Linked DNA regions of Gossypium arboreum: region 1 is linked to region 2. The links are chromatin contacts, called in public Hi-C maps. All regions are on one chromosome and are shown on one strand. The core of a region is the stretch at or near the end of the contact, and the rest is flanking DNA. Distances in the headings are between cores, read along the strand shown.

Evidence for each region. Hi-C and Micro-C count contacts between places; a contact is called where the count stands out from the background.
Region 1: a contact with region 2 is called in a Hi-C map of leaf, with 2.4 times the contacts expected there. The contact joins the promoter of LOC108472801 here to the promoter of LOC108471968 in region 2. A contact is called at or near these places in 3 of 5 Hi-C or Micro-C datasets (all in leaf).

What each region holds. Positions count from the first base shown.
Region 1 is chr11:27,267,730-27,272,206 of ASM2569848v2, forward strand. LOC108472801 (GATA transcription factor 18-like) reads right to left here and starts at 1,738. Exons shown (of 3, transcript XM_053021086.1): 1 at 1,307-1,738.
Region 2 is chr11:27,000,587-27,005,004 of ASM2569848v2, forward strand. LOC108471968 (zinc-finger homeodomain protein 6-like) reads right to left here and starts at 2,180. Exons shown (of 3, transcript XM_053022391.1): 1 at 2,032-2,180; 2 at 1,364-1,794; 3 at 1-1,174. The coding sequence starts at 934.

The DNA of each region.
Region 1 (4,477 bases), core at 488-2,987, 270 kb after region 2:
GTCATTGGGTAGTCAAAAGAGGGCCACGTGACTAGCGGGAACAGTCTTCCATGGATCTGCCTTCTCCGATCACGAGGCCCTATTACTCTCAAACCCAATACATCAAAACCTCTGTCCGTATCCGTATCTCTGCCCCCTCTCCTCTGTCATTGCCAGCCTCCCAAGGAAAATGGAACATTTCCACCCCTCCCCGCCCCCCCACGTCCCTTCTCTCTGCGGCGTTTTTCCCACGCTCCAGTCCCCACTGCCGAAGGGTATTATTCATTCCCAGGATTTTATACCTTTCCCTCGTGCTCTCAGTGTAATAAAAACACCATCGTTTTGATTATAGTTTGAAAGAAAAATTAGTGTCTGAAGTTTAAAATTGTTGTTTTCCGAGTTGGATAGAGAATAAAGACATATTTTGTAATTTCCCATAACCATTGATCACTTAGTAATACTTGTTTATTTAAAATTTTTGTTGGTTTGTGATATCTGAAAGGTTTTAACTTTAACTATGTCTTCAATGATCAGGTATACAGGAAGGAGTTAGTGATCGTCACGCACTGGTTTTGGCAGTGGGGGAAGGATAAATTAAGTTGATAAATTTATTTATAAGTGTATTCAGCAGAGCTATGAACACTGCTATTATAACAACGGCGTCTCCGTTAGTTGTTATAGTCATAGGCAAGTCCAATCCATTCGCCCCTTCCAAAAGAAAAAGATAATCAAGTTTTCAAGGTTACTATGATAAGAACCAAGCCGTACCCTGGAATCACGTGAACCTCTCTCAAAAAACCAAAGCCAATATCGTCATGATAATCATCTCTTCATGTTCCGTATCTAAAACCCATCACCACCACCCCGAAAAAGCCTTTTGGTTTCTAGTATTTTGTCTTAGCAAATAGTAAAATCCCCAACACTGGAAACAAGGCTAAAGGGGAAATGAAATGAAATAAATTAAATTAAAAATAAAGGTATCAAAATGAGATACTCTGCAATCATCAAAGCAACAAACATCTCTGTTTCTACTTAGCTTACCAAGAGAGAAAGAAAAGAAAGATGTTTGAGTCAAAGATGGGAAATCACAAAAAGAAAAAGGTCAAAAAATTTGAGAAATTAAGAAACAAAAAAAAAAAAAGGGAACACTCAGAAATGACCCCACATCATCATGGCTAAACCCCAAACCAAAATAAAAAACCCAAAATAATATTCAATTGATCTCATGAAGAATATGATGGAAAGATTCAAAAAGATATGAAGAGAGAGAGAAGGAGAGGAAAAAAAAAAAGAATCAGATCGTCTAGAGATTGGTGAGGGGCCTTACTTAGTTCGACAAACGGGACGACCACCGCTTTCCAAAAGATGCTCTTCTCACCGCTTTGTAAACCACGAAAACACACACAAAAAAAACCCTGTGAGTAGCCTGAGATAGTGTCGCCATTTCCAATCATCATTTTCCGCCACGCGACCCACAAATGATCGATGCGAGCGTGGAGAACACGCCGAGGAGAGGAGAGTGGGGGAGGAGCTCAAATGCCCATAAAATTCGAGGAGATCTTTTTTAATGGGAAACTCTGGGATTTGCTTAATCATCTCAAACCCACAAAACCCATCGAAGATGATTTAATGTTTTGGATGGCATTTTTATTTTTTTCATGCTCCCGAATTTAATCATGATGCTATGTGACTCGCTGGGGTGGGGTCCACTAATTTTAGGGCTTAGGATAGTTTTTATGGTTTTTCCAAGGGAAATCAAAGCAGATCGTCTCAGGGTTTTTATCAATTCTCAAGGTGCCACGAGGGTATCGTGAGGGTGTAGATTTTGTTTTATTTTATTTTTAAAAATGTAAAAAATTGTAGAGTTGGGTTGGGTTGGGTTTTGCATGCCATGCATGGCATGCAAAAATGTGATAAACAAAGGAAAGACCCTTGCAACAGGCTTTTAAATAATGAGAGACCGCATTAATTTAACATTCCTCAAAAGCAACGAGAATACAACTGGAATGTTTCTTGGGAGATTGAGTTTTTTTTTTTTTTTTTAAATGAAGGATGGGAAAAGAAAAAGGTAAGTTGAGAAAAGGAGTGTTTGTTTGAAGAAGAAGAAGAAGAAAAAAACAAAGGATCCGACGACCCAACGGACCAACATTTAGAAAAAGGAGTGCTTGTTTGAAAAACAAATATATTAAGCCGTCCTATGAAAGATAAGTTGTTGTCAGTATCAATGGGCATCTAATCTAAGGGTCACTGTAACCTCTAATTGTCGCCTCCAAGGAAGTCTAATCACTATCTTCCTAAGCCTTACGTTCAAATTTTGCACCTTTTTCTTTTCTTTCTTTGGTTTTACGAGTTTATCCCAAGGATTAAACTCCTTGCACTTGTGCTTATCTGAATTTCATTTATTTAGATATACCAACTTATACATGGTTACATCAAATATAAATCCTAAAACCAAACCCAAAATAATTAATTAAAAAAAAAAAGATGGTTAGAAAAAGAAATGGATGAATGCCTTAGAAGGGTTAGGTATCATTGGACTGGATCTAGTCTTCCTTGACTGTCATCTGTATGCATGTCCTTTACGTAAACCCTTCCTTTTTTTATTTTTCCCTTCTTTAAATACTTTGAATCTCTATCTATAACCCTTTTTTCCCTGCAACAAAACACAAATTTCCAAACCCAAACATTTATATTTTAAATGCTTTAAGCTTACGATATGGACACTCTTTTCTTCTTTTTTTTCATCCGCCATTTTCTTTTATGATACTAAAATATTGAATCATAACGTTGAATCAACAGTAAGTTTTTTTCTTTTTGTGGCAGTAAATTCCATTCAGTTGTACCCTATAAAGATCCTATATATTGAATATAATTTGTTGACTGGTCTTTTCCAATATCTTGTCTGCTGCATCTTTATTCCTTCTGGCGAAGGAAAAAAGGTTGATGATCTGATGGCAGAAAGCTTTGCGATTTTAAGTTGTTTATATTGCACCTTCTACCTTACCTATTGTCCTATTGGTTTTTAGCAATGTAAAGCGTGAAAAACGTCAGCCTTTATATATATATATAAGACGTATTAGGAGATTATTTTTCATTTTTCACGAAAAATGACAATTGATCATCATTCAGATTCCAGTTTTGAATTTACGGAAAAACTGCACTTCTTCTTCTAAGTATCTGTTGGAAGATACACTTACTTTAACTAATATTTATATATATATATATATATATCAACTATGAAATTATATAAATCTATGCATATGAAATACAATTTTTAAGAGTTAATGAAATTTAATGTATTATTAACAAAAGCACATGCTGATACATGAATTTCAAATTTGTGCAATTATACACATCAATTTTTTATTTTAGTTCAAATGTATACATAAATTATTTATTTTGATTCAATTATATACATTATAAAAATAAATACATTTAACTTAGTTTTATATTAGATAAATATAATTATTTGTGTATGTAATATGTAACATGAAATAATATTATATCAATAATGATGTTAGTTGTTTATAAAAATCGAATCAAATCAAAATGTAATATATAAAATTACACATTAAACCAAAATTAATGAGATTATAAACTATTAATACTAATTTTTAAATATATAAAAATAAAATAATTAACACAAACTCATATCCAATCCTCTGAATTAAGTAGTTGAATAGGGTAAAGCAAAAGAGTGAAGTTCGGTATTGGAAACCAATCTTAGCCATTGGAAATGAAATTATGTCGATATCGGAAAACCCACAAAGTTGAGGATCTCATTTTCAACTGATAATGATCAAAAATCAAAAGACAATATGAAGAAAGTTGTAATTTTGTCAGAAAAAGAGAAGTCCTATTATGAATCAGAAGAGTGGAGCTTTGGGAATCAGTCAGAGGTAGGTGTAGATATATATATATTTGCTGGTGCTGGCAACAGTATTGTTCTGGTCTTTTTGACGCTTAAGAAACTTTGTCAATTAGAACTTACTTGACTATTCTTCTTTGTCAAAAGAATAATTATTATCAATATATATAAATAAAAGGAGTAAGAGTTTAATGGAAGCTGATGAAGTGAACAGCTAGTTCATAAATCATGAGATTCCAGATCTGTGCCTAGGATAGCTAAATTAGGAGCTTCCTCAAAAGCTTAATATTTTCCCTGCTCGTTATAGCCATCCTTTATCGTACACATAATGATATAATCAAGAATCATTCTATACAAATCTCAACAAATTTGTAGTAAATTTATGGAAAAAGGAAAAACAAGTACATACTAAGTTTTGATTACTATTATTTTATCTCTTAAAATAGATAAATAAAATCAACTACACTTTCAAAGTCAAGAACAGAGTTAACTTGAATAAGTAGTAGCATGTTTCACTTAAGTTCTCTTTGAGAAAAATGACTCTTGTTTTTAGAATGAAGGTGGTTCGAAACAGTTGATGTTTGAGAATAGTTACGTTCGGGATAATTATGTTTAGAATAAAGCTCCAAT
Region 2 (4,418 bases), core at 930-3,429:
TGTGCATCCAAACTTTGAGAACCTGTCTCTTTACTCCCACTTGATCGCAAAACTGTTGCACTTGTTCATCATCTTGTTTCTGGATTTTCCACCCCAATTTGTCAGCAAATTCCATCATCTTCTTTTTTTGTTCTTGGCTGAACTTGGTTCTGAATCTCTTCTTTGATGAATGAGGGTGTGAAGGTTGTTGCCCTCCTTCACTGAAATGGAACACATGGAGATCTTCGCTCGAGGACTCGGCCGGGCCGCCGCCACCAAAGCTCATCATCAGTGGTGCAACCGACATAGCAGGAGGACTGGCAGACAATCCAAGGGAGAATCTTTGATGGTGAAGAGGTGTTGCTCGTCGAGGAGGACGTACAGCGTTTCTCCTTGTGTTGTTGTTGTTGTTGGTATAATAATAGCTGCTCGGTGCATACTGTGATTCCCCGTTTATTTCTTTCCTGTGAAAACTCCTATGGCATTCACAGGCCGCACATTTCAACGCTTCCGGCGTGCCTTCTTCGCCGCTCGGCATGAATTCCCCGCAACCATCGACCACATGACCGCCCATACTGGCGGCGTGGTTCTTCAAACATTCTTTATACCTAATCAAAGGAGTGAAGCTGATGGTTGCCGACGTTGGACCAGCGACTGGTTGGGGCTCCGGTGTTGGCGGTGATCTGCTGTCTGCCGCAGCTGCTATCTCACCGGTGGTAGCTGTGGAAGCTGAAACTGGATCTGGGTCCGGATCTCTTCTGGGGTTAGGTACTGAAAGTGGATCATCTAGGGTTTGAGGTAGGTTGGGGTCACCACGAACCGTTCGATCTCTTCTTCTTTCTCCCGTAGCTGAATTTACAGGTGCTGAAGAATATGAGTCTTTGTTGAGTTGATTTTTGTAACTAAAAGAGCTTGGCATCCCCATTTCCTTATTATCTTGGCCTCTCAGTTCCATTAAAACCTTGATCTAAGCCTTCGATCTCAGTTTTTTATTATTAGGGAATTAATGAACTAGTAATCTATATGTTCTCAAACCCATCATCATGACCACATGCAATAATTTCATACCCTAATTCATCACCACTTCTTCACTTGATCAAAGAAATAATTAGTGGGAAAGACAAAATTATCCCTGACTTTGACGTTTTAGTGCTAAACCCACCAACTCGTTTCACTAAATCCCGATTTCCTGTTCCTGGAGACGAAACGCAAGTGCTTGAGCAGTGTAGAGACAAATGAAAAAATTTTGAAGTGACTAAAATAAATTTAATTATATATATAAACACCCGAGAAAAGTGATAAAAATAAAGTTTTGGAAGCTGAAACAGGAAAGGGGACTATGATATGGGGCCCCTTAGCTGAGACAAGTTTACAAAGAGCTTACCTTGATGAATTAAAACTTGATCACAGATGTTTTTTTCTGTAAGAATCCTCGAAACTCTATTTAAGACCAAACCAAGCAGGAAAGCGTTGTTTTAGCATAGATTAAGGAAGGTGAACTAAGGAGATGGTTGGTAGGAGAAGAGAGGGATAAAGAGAGATTTGTGAAGGGGTTTGTGTTTCCCATCACCCAATTGACCCCATAAAATCCATCAATCAAAGGAAACAGGTGGGTTTGGTTTGTACTCTCAAAAACCAGTGATGAGCATTAGAGGATGGTGGCACTAAGAGACATGGTACAACCGACAAGCCCTCTCCGAGCTTGCACACTGGTCCAGCTCCTAATTATTGCCTCGCCCAACACATTTCATTTTTGGCAACTGACATCTTCTAGTCTCTCCTCTCTGTCTGATATAATCCCCACTCTTTGTAACCCTAAACAAACCCCAAACAAGCAAGGCAAAGTAAGATTCTATGGAGGCAACATATATATATATATATATAGTATGTGTGTGTGTGTGTGTTGATAGAATTGAATTGAAAGGGTTGTTTGGTTGGCCACACTAAGACAGTTCCATGAGAAACAAAAGCTGATTACGGAATCTCTTAAAGAGATAATCAGCAAGGAAGAGGAGGAAAAAACAAAAAATAAAGAGGAGGAGAGGGGAGGACCCCTTTTATTATCTTTTGTGGGCTTGCAGGAATTAAAGTGAAGATATGGTGGTCCACAGCACTGAACTTGTCCTTTTATTGTGTCTCGGATTCGCTTTCTCTCTCTTTTTTCTCTCTTGAAGCATGGTTTGTTTCAGTCCAACTGCAGCAAAGTTTTTGGTTCTAAACCTATCTCGATTAAAAGGTTTAGGTAAATTACTCTGTTGGTAACTTAATTTTAATAAAAAAAATAAAAAGTTTGCAATATGAGTGTTGCTAGATATTTTATTATTTTAATTTTAATTTGATCTTATATAGTAACCAAATTTAGTAAATTTTATTTTATCACTTTTTTATTTTTCTGAGAACTAATTTTAGTTTTTTTTTCAATAGGAAAACTTATTTTCTTGTTTTTATTTTTCTTTATTTTTATTTTTAGAATTCATTTTATTTTTTTCTTAGAAAAAGGAAGCAAAAAACTTGAGATTTTACTTTAATTTTATAGTAAAAATCAATTTATCTTTTTATTTCTTCTTTTTAATAATTAATTTTAGCTTTTAATAAGAGAAAAATATCTAGGGCTTTAGAGAAAGTTATCTGGATTTCTAAAGGAAAAACTTAGATTTTTGGAGGAAATTTATTTTATCTAGTTAATTTCTTTTTCTTTTTTTAAGAATTTAGTTTTTCAATAAAAATGAAAACGTTATGGTTTACTACAAGAAAAGATTTGAGTTTTCATTTGAAATTGAGTTACAAGTGAAAATTTTAGATTTAATCTTAGCAACTAAATAACTCATTTCCCTAAAAAAACTCAAGGTTTTTTTAACAATTAAAAATTAATTCTAAAAATAAAATGAATGATCAAAATGAAAATTTATTAAAGTTGAGTGATTAAAATGAGCATATGTGATGACAAATTAACAACAGATAACAAAGATAGAGATAAAAATTAATCCCTGAAACCCGAAATAAAAACCCTCAAAATATAAACAAAAATTCTCTGAAAGCTTGTAAAAGCTAATACCTAAATGTATAATGTGTTATTTTTCTAGGGTGAAAAACGGGCCTATTTATAGGCTAAATTCGTAAGTTAAATAATATTAAAATAATTTACACTAATCACAGTTCGACTGAAACAAATAATCAGAGTTTAACCAGGAGAAGAAAATCGAGAAAATTGCATGACACGTCGCCACGTCGTGACATGGAATTCGCATCGTCAAGACGATGTGGTGTTGCGTCGTGACATCTGCAGCTCATCGGGACAAGGAGTTCCTCCTTATTGCAACGTCACTCTCTAATTGTGTCTTAATTTGACCGAAATGTGAGACATACTCCAAAAATCTTCACATTGACTCATATTTCCACAATGCCTTCTGTAACACCCCGTACCCGAGACCGTCGCCGGGGTCGGACACGAGGGGTTAACAGACTTCGTTCACTTAATTTCACCTTTCATAAAAAAAAATTTCCAGACAGCTGGCTAACTGTGTCACTGTCACCTTAAAAATCATATCTTGAGTTCTACAACTCAAAAATCAGTTTCGTGATTTTTCCCTGAAACTAGACTCATATATCCATCTACAAATTTTTTTTTCTAGAATTTTTGGTAGGGCCAATTAGTACAGTTTATTAGTTAAAGTCTCCCCTGTTACAGGGTGCGACTACACTGACCTTCATGCATTACGACCTGGATATCTCCCTGTACAGGGCTTCAATACTGATGCCGTTTGTTTCTATAGAATCTAGACTCAAAAAGGAATCTATACATATATGGCATGACTTCTAAATATCTCGGGTTAATTTATAATGAATTTCCAAAGTCGGAACAGGGAATACAGAAACCGTTCTGGCCCTGTTTCACGAAAACCTAAATATCTCTTAACATACAACTCATATAACCGTTTCATTTCTTCCATATGAAAGTAGATTCATCAAGGTTCATTTACATAATTTATTCACTATTTAATTCAATTCCTACTATTTTTAGTGAATTTTCACATCCACATCGCTGCTGCTGTCAGCATCTGCCTTTAAGGTAGACTTTACCTATTTCATAGTTTCCATGATTCAATTAGCCCTTTTTGCATACATAGCACAAAGTATAATCATGATTAACCATTCCCATGGCTAATCGTTTTCAAACATTTCCATACCTCTTAGTGATCAACATACAAACGATTATAGTACTATGCTAAAAATGTATATAAGCCATTTTCTCATGGCTATCCAAAGTTTTACATACCAAAGTTCAAACAAACATAATAGCCTATACATACCGAAATGTTCTCTTAGACCAACTAAGAAGAAGATACCAAAAAGTTGCAAGCTGGTGTGATGACTTCGATGACGGTCCCGAATACGCAAAAAGTCGAGTCCAAGAAACCTAAAATGGGTGACAAGCAAAC